Linked DNA regions of Gossypium hirsutum: region 1 is linked to region 2. The links are chromatin contacts, called in public Hi-C maps. All regions are on one chromosome and are shown on one strand. The core of a region is the stretch at or near the end of the contact, and the rest is flanking DNA. Distances in the headings are between cores, read along the strand shown.

The links. A called contact is a pair of places that touch in the nucleus more often than the background predicts.
Region 1: a contact with region 2 is called in a Hi-C map of leaf, with 2.2 times the contacts expected there. The contact joins the promoter of LOC107898250 here to the enhancer-like site in region 2. A contact is called at or near these places in 3 of 34 Hi-C or Micro-C datasets (fibers and leaf).

Annotation. Positions count from the first base shown.
Region 1 is chrD04:48,623,821-48,628,523 of Gossypium_hirsutum_v2.1, reverse strand. LOC107898250 (protein ZW2) reads left to right here and starts at 2,528. Exons shown (of 2, transcript XM_016823777.1): 1 at 2,528-2,612; 2 at 3,345-4,036. The coding sequence starts at 2,528. The coding sequence ends at 4,036. LOC107899544 (phosphoinositide phosphatase SAC8) reads left to right here. Exons shown (of 20, transcript XM_016825293.2): 13 at 273-371; 14 at 479-578; 15 at 723-831; 16 at 922-994; 17 at 1,092-1,185; 18 at 1,271-1,357; 19 at 1,486-1,578; 20 at 1,673-1,889. The coding sequence ends at 1,723.
Region 2 is chrD04:48,410,623-48,414,984 of Gossypium_hirsutum_v2.1, reverse strand. No RefSeq gene overlaps it. Among protein-coding and RNA genes, the nearest start is that of LOC107899539, 20 kb to the right of the region's middle. Within about 2 kb of position 2,619, at least 2 of the 9 cell types and tissues checked have an H3K27ac peak or open chromatin away from gene starts, as enhancers often do. A contact at or near this core is called in leaf, where this site is marked.

The DNA.
Region 1 (4,703 bases), core at 1,279-3,778, 210 kb before region 2:
AACTATTTGCTGTTCTTTTTGGTCTTTTCTTTCCATGATTTCCCATGAATAATAAATGACGTTTCGGTTATTCTATTATAGTATATAGTTTTGTTTGTCCCTCCTTGCCTCTTTTTAGGCAACTTCTTTCTGTCCTTGATATCAAATAGCATTCTATGGAAAGTGATGAACGTGTTTCCTAAGTTGAGATCTTTTGCTTCCTTCTGGAACTGAACGGTCTCCAAGAGAACTTTGATCGTTACAACTTAATGTTTGACATGCCTGTCCTGCAGATACGTATCATTTGACTTTCATCATGTTTGTGGAAGCTCGAACTTTGCTAACCTCCAAGTTCTATATGATAAAATCTCCGAGGAATTTGAAAAGCAAGGGTAAGAACAACAAAATAAAATGTTATACATATAAATAAAGTATGCCATGATCATGGTACTAGCTATCCAGATTACTGTTTTGTACTATCACTAATCTAGCTGAGCAGATACTTCCTTATAGACAAAGATGGTAAGATCCTGGAGGAACAGAGAGGCATTATTAGATCTAACTGCATTGATTGCCTTGATCGAACAAACGTGACCCAGGTTTGCGAAAAATGTGTCTTCTTAATTCTTTGTTATCTGAAGAAAATATCCATGTTGACCAACAAATTTTTATGTGCTCTAATTTGAATTTCTATAATATTTTCAAGGCTCTTTTAAGCTTTGCTTATTTATTCTCTTAAACAGAGTTACCTTGCTCAGAAGACTTTAGACATCCAATTGCAAAGGCTTGGGGTATTTACTTCTACCGAGTACATTTCTATGTTTCCGGAAGATTATGTGAAGTTCAGAACATGTAAGTTATTTTGCATACCATTGCTAACTTTCTTAGTTTAGGACTTGATGTCCTTTTATACATACTAAATGCTTTCTTCACTTATGTTAGTGTGGGCTGAGCAAGGTGATGAGATAAGTCTTGAATATGCTGGGACTCATGCACTGAAAGGGGATCTTGTTAGGTATACATGGGATTTGAAGTCAATGGTTTGCAAAGAATCAGTATCCATTTCATTGTTACCATTTGTGAATGCTTTTGTATGACAATAATTTCTGTAGATACGGCAAACAGACAGTAGCTGGATTTATAAAAGATGGAATGAGTGCGTTATCAAGATACTATGTGAACAATTTTCACGACGGAATTCGGCAGGCAAGCTCCCTCTTTCATCTTTCCCGAATCTCAATCAAGGAAATGTAATAGACCCTTATTCTAAAACAAGTTTGATGTTTCTCAGGATGCATTGGATCTTGTAAGTGGTCGTTATACTGTCAGTAAAAGTAATCCTTCACCATTCCAGCTAAACAGTTTCGAATCCTTCTCTGTAAGTTCATCATTTTCCATTGGTGTTTAATAATTAAAATATTAATGTAAAAGAATATCAATCACTTGCCCTTTTTATATGTTATATTTTTCATTACAACCTAATATAAAGGTAATTGAAAATGGCAGTATCTTCCAGTGGCATCAGCTTTGCTGATAGGAGGTTTGACACTGACAACCTTCTCACTTCAGCAAGGTATCCCTCCTTGCCTTAAAAACAAGGTTGTAATGTAACTTGTTCCTTTCTTTTTAGTAATTCTGTTAACTAAAAGTGTTGACACTCTTTTTTTTTTGCCTCTCTTTTTAACATGTGTAGCGGCTCGAAACGCACAGCATTATGTGTCTTCCGTTGTCTGGGCTGGAGTGACTGCTGGAGCGATGGCTTTAGTCAAAGCTAATGGAAGGCAGTTTTGTTCTAGGCCTCGCTTGTGTCGCCTCTTGTAAACTACTCTTAGCTTCAAATTGATAAAATTTTACTCTTACTGCTATACATACATATATATAAATATATATGTGTTCTTTTATGATTTCAATATTCGTTGCATATAAAATCATAGTTTTATTCTTGGTTTGGATTAAAAATTATAAAATAAAATTTCAAAAATTCAGACCATCATTGTTGGTTTATGTTTCGAACAGATATTTCAATATCAAACAAAGGGTCATATTATGGCTGGTTGACGTTTCTCCACTATATTCAAGTTCTATGTACTTTGTAAGAAAGAAAAAAAAGAAATTCTATGTACTTTAATTTAGGGTTGGTATTTAGAAAGTTGAAAAATTGTCAACTCTTTCTTATTTTCTTTATTTCCTACAATCACGTGGAGTTTTTTAATTTGTAAATTTAAGATAATTTGATCTTTTATTCTTATAATATCAGTAATTAACTGAAAAAATAAACGGTATTAATACTGTTAATTATTCCTATTAATATAATGACAGATCTTTCTTAAAAAGGCTTTTATTGATAAAAAAAAAAGGCTACATTCAATAAAAATGGACATAGTTAAGAATTTTTAATTATTCAAAATAAGAAATAATATTATAAAAATAAAAACTTGTAAACTAAATTTCATATGAAATATAGTAGGAGGAGTAAAAACATAATTCGTATAGCCTTTTATTAAGATGAAGAGAAAACCTGGTAACTTAATATCATCCATTGAAAGAAATGACTTTGGATTACCGTGAAGTGGAAGCCTCGTCCGCCATGGCTACCTGCTGTGAACGCCATCATCGACCAGGACGAGCTGCCAGTGATAAAAATAAAACGAAACATATTCCAGCTCATTGGTATTTATCATTGGTTCACTTTTCATGTAAGTCTGAAATGTTAAAATACCAATGAGTTGGCATCTACTTCCTACTTGTCTTCTTCTTGTCCCTCCACTTCGCACCCTTCAAAGACGTGTCTTTCTTAAACAACTAGAAAGCACCTACAACCAAAACATATCTTTCTTGGGTAAACTCCATTTTGGTTAATGGCGAAACAGGTAAATGAAAATTATTTTCACCATGTTGAAAACGTGCTCCTTAATAATCCTGGCTTGACGATAAAACTCACCGAACCTGTCATTTCTCAACCCGTGCCTGTGCCTCCCCCCTTTCACCCCCCTCTCATTTTGTCTCTTGAGTCGGTTGTCTTTTAATACAAAAGTTAGCCTCTATTCATCCCCTCTCTCTTTTTCCCCCTTACAAACTTCAAGACAACACCAATATGTAATAATATAAGGTACTCCCCTGCCCCCTTTCCCTTATCTGTATTTCACGCCAAATTTTCACACGTCTCCTATGATCATCGTCTTCTTCTTCTTCAACCATCTCATTAATCCAAAAAAAAAAAAAAACAACAGCTGCTAATTAAGCACCTTCACCAGGCCTAAAAAGAGAATTACTTTCCCACCAAGCAAATAAAAATACCATATTTTTGCTTTACTCTCTTCTTCATTGACATTGACTTTTTGTTTTTTTGGTTGGTATGAGTCCAGGAAGCGGCGCCAGCACTAGCCGCGATGGTGGTTCCTTCGATACGTTCTTCGAGGGTTGGCTGGTGCGCCATGAGCATTACTTAGAAGAGTTACTCACTACTCAGCAACAATGCCGTGAATATCCGGGGGATGATGTGAAGGACCTTATAACCAGAGTGCTCTCCCACTACCAACAGTACTTCGAAGAGAAATCTCGCGTGGCGCAACGCAACGTTTTCCTTGTTTTTGCTCCGACCTGCTTATCTTCCTTAGAGTGTGCCTCGCTTTGGATAACGGGTTTCAAGCCAGGGTTCGCGTTAAGGCTAGTTTTTAGCTCCGTACAAGACCTGTCTCAAGAGCAAAGCGAAAGGATAGAGAGGTTGATGGAGGAGACCAAGGTTGAAGAAAGGGTGCTTAATGACGAGTTGGCCAGGGTTCAAGAGAGCGTAGCGGCTCCTCCTTTGCTAGAGATGGCTAGGAAACAAGCACGGCGGATGAACGTGGAAGGTGGAAGGGAGGAAGCACTGCTGACGTTGAGGAAGGCGTTAGAGGAAGTGGTGGCGGGAGCTGATTTGTTGAGGATGACGACAACAATGAAGGTGGTGGAGATACTGAAACCAGAGCAGAACGTGAGGTATTTGACAGCTGCAACGCAGTTGTTCCTTAATCTTAGAAATTTGGGGTTACAAAAGGATGCCAGCACAAAGGGATGAAAGAAACAATGGTTATTGAGATCATAACAGTGAGGCACACAGTACAGATAGTTTGTATATGATAATATCTCTTTTTTTGCAAGTATTTGTTTTGTTGGGGGTGGGGGTTATAATGAGTTTTTGACAACTTGAAAGACTTAACGGCCATAGTTACTAATTATTATACATCGGCAGGCAAAAAAATGCTTGAGAGGCAGTGCCTGCATGCTTTCCCACGGTGGTAATTCATATAGTTGCATGAATAAGGCTTAAGAACCAGCACCATGTATATTAACTATAATTCTACGCACTAACTGGAAATTATCAGCCAATTAAGAGAATTTTGAACAATGCGCAATCCAATCTTGGATTCAATCTTTCTTCTTTCCATATCCAACATAATAAACTATATGAGGTTTTCATTCAACTTAAGAAACCATTTAAAACTCCCATTTCCAACATATTTGCAGCTCTTTTTTCCCTGCCTTCTTTACTTACCGTGCTTAGGGTGAAAAGTAAAAGCAACCGAAAAATACAAAAGAATGGAAATGCGGGGTATCGATCCCCGTACCTCTCTCATGCTAAGCGAGCGCTCTACCATCTGAGCTACATCCCCAATTTGACGTCAATTTAAAGCCTATGACAAACTTACCGTCAACGAATCCAAAATCAGAAATTCGCCAAATGG
Region 2 (4,362 bases), core at 1,370-3,869:
TACAACTAGGTTTTTAAGGCTTTATTAATTAAGGTTTTAGGTACAGTTCCACTTAATTTAATGTACTCGTGGGGTTGCAGATGTTTCACGGGATCATCTAAAGTTGGATTCAGATATGACCATAGGCATAATACTACTGACGGTTAAAACGGATCTGAGGACTGTTGTTTCCATTTTAATTACAAATATTTGTAGCCAATTCAACTACACACCTTCGTATTGCAATGTGTGGATAGCAAAGCAGAAAACATTGGAGAAGATGCATAGTGGGTGGGACGCGTCATACAATGAGGTATGATAGTGGTGTCAGATGCTGGAGAGGTACGTCCCAGGTTGCGTAACAGATCTTAAAATGGAGACGCGTACCACAACGATCGCTTCCGATCGTATATAGTTCAACTACATTATTTGTATATAGTTCAAAATTAAATATACTACTAAATAGAAATCGACTACGTTATTTGCATATAGTTCAAAATTAAATAAATACATACCTCCGCTTTCGATCGTTGGTCTAATAAAAGCCGTATATCTTAAATCTCGGTAGATAATCCCACGTGACTCGGTACATGGTTCCACCTATTTAAATAACTTATTAGCATAAAAATTTAAATTTAAATCAATTTAATCGTGAGGATATCTACTGAATTTTACCTTGTTACAAGTGGGAATGTATACGGGTAGTTCGCTCGAGGACATAAAAATAGAAATCGAAACCAAGCCCATGATTGTAGGAGTAAAAGGCAACCACCAATTTTGATTTTCGCTGGTTATGTCACCCGACACATTTTCCGGCACAATTTCGCCAACACGGCGGACCCCCAACTGAGTTCACCTGCTCCTCTAAAATCGATGAGTTTTGGCAATCACCTTAGATGGACGAGATTTCATGATTTATTCAACATCAGGATACCCCCGATGATCTAAATGATGTATGCCCAAGCATATCGTTCTCTTTGGGCTTCAGTTGAATCCTCAACTAGCTCTGCAAATTTTTTTTGTATCCAAGGCATTTAATCCGACCTCAGTAAATCGTCTCTAGAATCGCACCCAAAAGATCTAAACATACGGCTCCTCAATCAGCAGACTGAATAGACCCGGTGACTACTAACTCGTCCACGGATAACCCCAACTATAAATGTACGTCCTCTAGAGTGATAGTACACTTGCCGCATGAAAGATAGAATGTGTGTGTCTCGGGTCTCTACCTCTCCACCAACGCGCTTATAAGTTTCGGGTCCAACTTACACCCCCGGCTACAAAGGCTACGTACCAAAAATCGACTTCCCTCAATTATGTTTTGATCAATGGTGATGGAGGACCGGGTAGATTACGAATATGACATTGTAAAATTCAATCTTCCGCCTATTTACGTAAAAATTATAAAAAATATTAAGTTAAAATATAACAATGAAATAAAAAATTAAACAATATTAAAATTTATTAAAATTTATTCTTACCATTTGCATTTGGTTGACGGAGATGTGCTTGTTATCAAGATGGATTAGAGACCCGACCATTGCTAAATTATATTAAATGCAAACAAATTTTTAATAAAAATTTATTTATTAAAAATATTAATAAATAATAATAAATAGAATTTAGATAAACATAGAATTTAGGGAAAAATTTAAGAGAGATTTTGAGAGATTTTTTAGAGTTCATTGAGAAATTTGAAAGATTTTTTAAGAGAGAATTAAAAGAGAATTGTAAGGAATGTGAGTGAGAAGAAGGTGTTGGGGGGCAACGGCTATTTAAAATAGCAGTTGAAAGTGACCGTTGGGGGGGAACGCGTTGACCTGGACGCGTTTTATTGGTCAGGAGGGAAAAAAGTGTTGAGTTGGACGCGTTTTTCTGATTTTCCCTTGAAAATGTCACTAGCTCGGCGCGTTTTTGTATTTTCAGCTCATTTTCATTATTTTAAATAAAAGTGGCCCATTTCTGTAATTTTTTTTTAAAAATGGGCATTTTCTGGTATATTAGTCATAAACATTGGTAGTATTCTTTTCTTAAGGTTCTAACTTGGCATGCTGACTAAACTGTTTTCATATGATGAGGCATGTAGTTAACAGAAAACAAACATGTTAAATTGACAATTTATTTATGAAAGATATTAATAATGTTATGATTGGATTATGATTTTTAAATCGTAAAAATAAAAAGATCTAATTTTGAAAATTAAAATATAGAGATTGAATCTCAAATTTTAATGAAGTATAGAGACCGACAACAGATTTTGACCCAAAAAAATATTTTTATTTTGATCTTTTAATCATATTTTTAGAAAAAAAATTCATTACCTAATTGTTACCGAAAATTTTAAAATTAAAATTATGTAATATGATTTGAATATAAATGTTTAAAGTGTGCATATATATAGGTATGCATGTGGTGGGGAAGCTATTGGTTTTTATTTTATATATTTAATTATTAAAAATGAGAAATATAGAGCAATTTGAAAAATAAAGTATAATGAGGAAATTTCATGAACACAGATGGTTGGTCAAAACTCAAAAGAGAATATAAAGTTAATTCAAATGGGTCAAGTTTAATGCATGAAATAAAGCTTTTCTTATATATGGAAAGTCCACTTGGGGATATGGTAATGGGATTCAACACCACCACCCATGCCCAATAAATTCAAATTATAGACTTCTTTTTCGTCCTTTTGGGCCATTTGCCCTCAACTAAACCAAATCAACCCAACTTTTCATCATCATCACATCATTTTTTCTCTTTCATGATTGTCAAACTTTATTAAATCTTGAATTGATGTAAAATCAACTAAACTGATTGAATTAGATAAAAAATGTCAAAAACTATGTGAATTGGACTTAAAAAGCTAATTTTATTTTTGCTATATATGCTATACATTAAGTCCTTAATTGAGTTGGTGTGACGAGTCAACTAAGTATCAACTTATGTAGGTAATAGCTAAAATATCATTATTTTATAAAGTATATTATATTGTTTTGGGGAGTGTTTTTTATTTACATTTTATAGAAAAATATGCGCACATAATAGGATTTAAACCTAAAACACTATAATTTTTAACATTTTTTCTTAACCATTTCAAACAAAATCTTATTTTTTATAAATATATTTTTTAGTATAATTTTATTTTTCACCCACATCGTGCTATAAATTGAAAATAAAAATCTTTTTAAAAATCTTATTTTGTAATAGTTGAACTAGTGATTTAATAAGTTGAAAAGAAAATCAATAGTGAATCTATGGTTTACAATATAGTCCTTGAATGAAGTTTACTTGCAATTTTATCTGCTCCAGAATTCTTAAACTGAGCTTCCTTATGTCAGTTTGCTTCATCAAAATGGTTGATGCACTTCTATTTAAGATGGTCGAGGAGAATATCTGTCAAACAAAACAAAGGTGTGTATAGTAAAACAAAAAATAAATGCTCGAGTGAAGAAGTGGAAGGTGGTAAAACGATTGTTAGGAAACATAGTTACCCTGGGTCCGAAAATATATATATCTATAATTTAACCCATTTACCATCCCTAAATTTTTTATTTTGATTGTAATATAATAATTATAAATGATGCTGATGCAAGTGTTACGAGATTAGAACTTAAGTTTCGTAAATTATGTAACTTCAAACGATTTTTTTATTTTAAATTTGTTTAAATTAATTTTACTCTCGAAAGATGAGAATTTATAAATAAAAAAATTACGGCATTGAAATAAAACGTAAACAAACATAAAAGATAAAGAAATACAAATCAAACAGAAAAGTTACAAGAAAGTAATGCAAATAAAGTATTTGAATAAATACTCTCAAATATATTCAATAACTGTAAATAGAAGGATTACAAATGAAAGGAAATTTTTTTATTTATACTTGAACTCCTCCAGATCTAATGATATAGTTTAAAGTACATCCACGGTCGGAATCAAAGCTAATCTACAAATTGAGATTCTTAAAGAAATTTTTCAAGATCTCCTAAGATTACTTTACATATTTCTCCTATAACTCTAATTTTATTTGAGTGTTTCATTGAACCACCAAAACTTTAAATAAATGAACTTCTTTACATATTCTACGAATCAAATCAATTCAAATCAATTAAATAAATTATATTTAATCAATTAATCTCCATATGACATTACATGTATAATGATCACAAACTTTAATCTATGATGTGTGATACAAGACATGAGTTGACATATTCAAAATACCCATTTCATAGAGATTGAAAATTTGAAATAGTCGTCTCCCAATATTTCAATGTACCCTTTCAGTTTCCTTTCAAAAATTAAAGCAAAGAAAAAAGAAGGGAAAAACCTAGTCAAATCCCGACCCAAAAGCTGTCCCATTTTGTCTTGGATGTCGTAAGTTTGTTT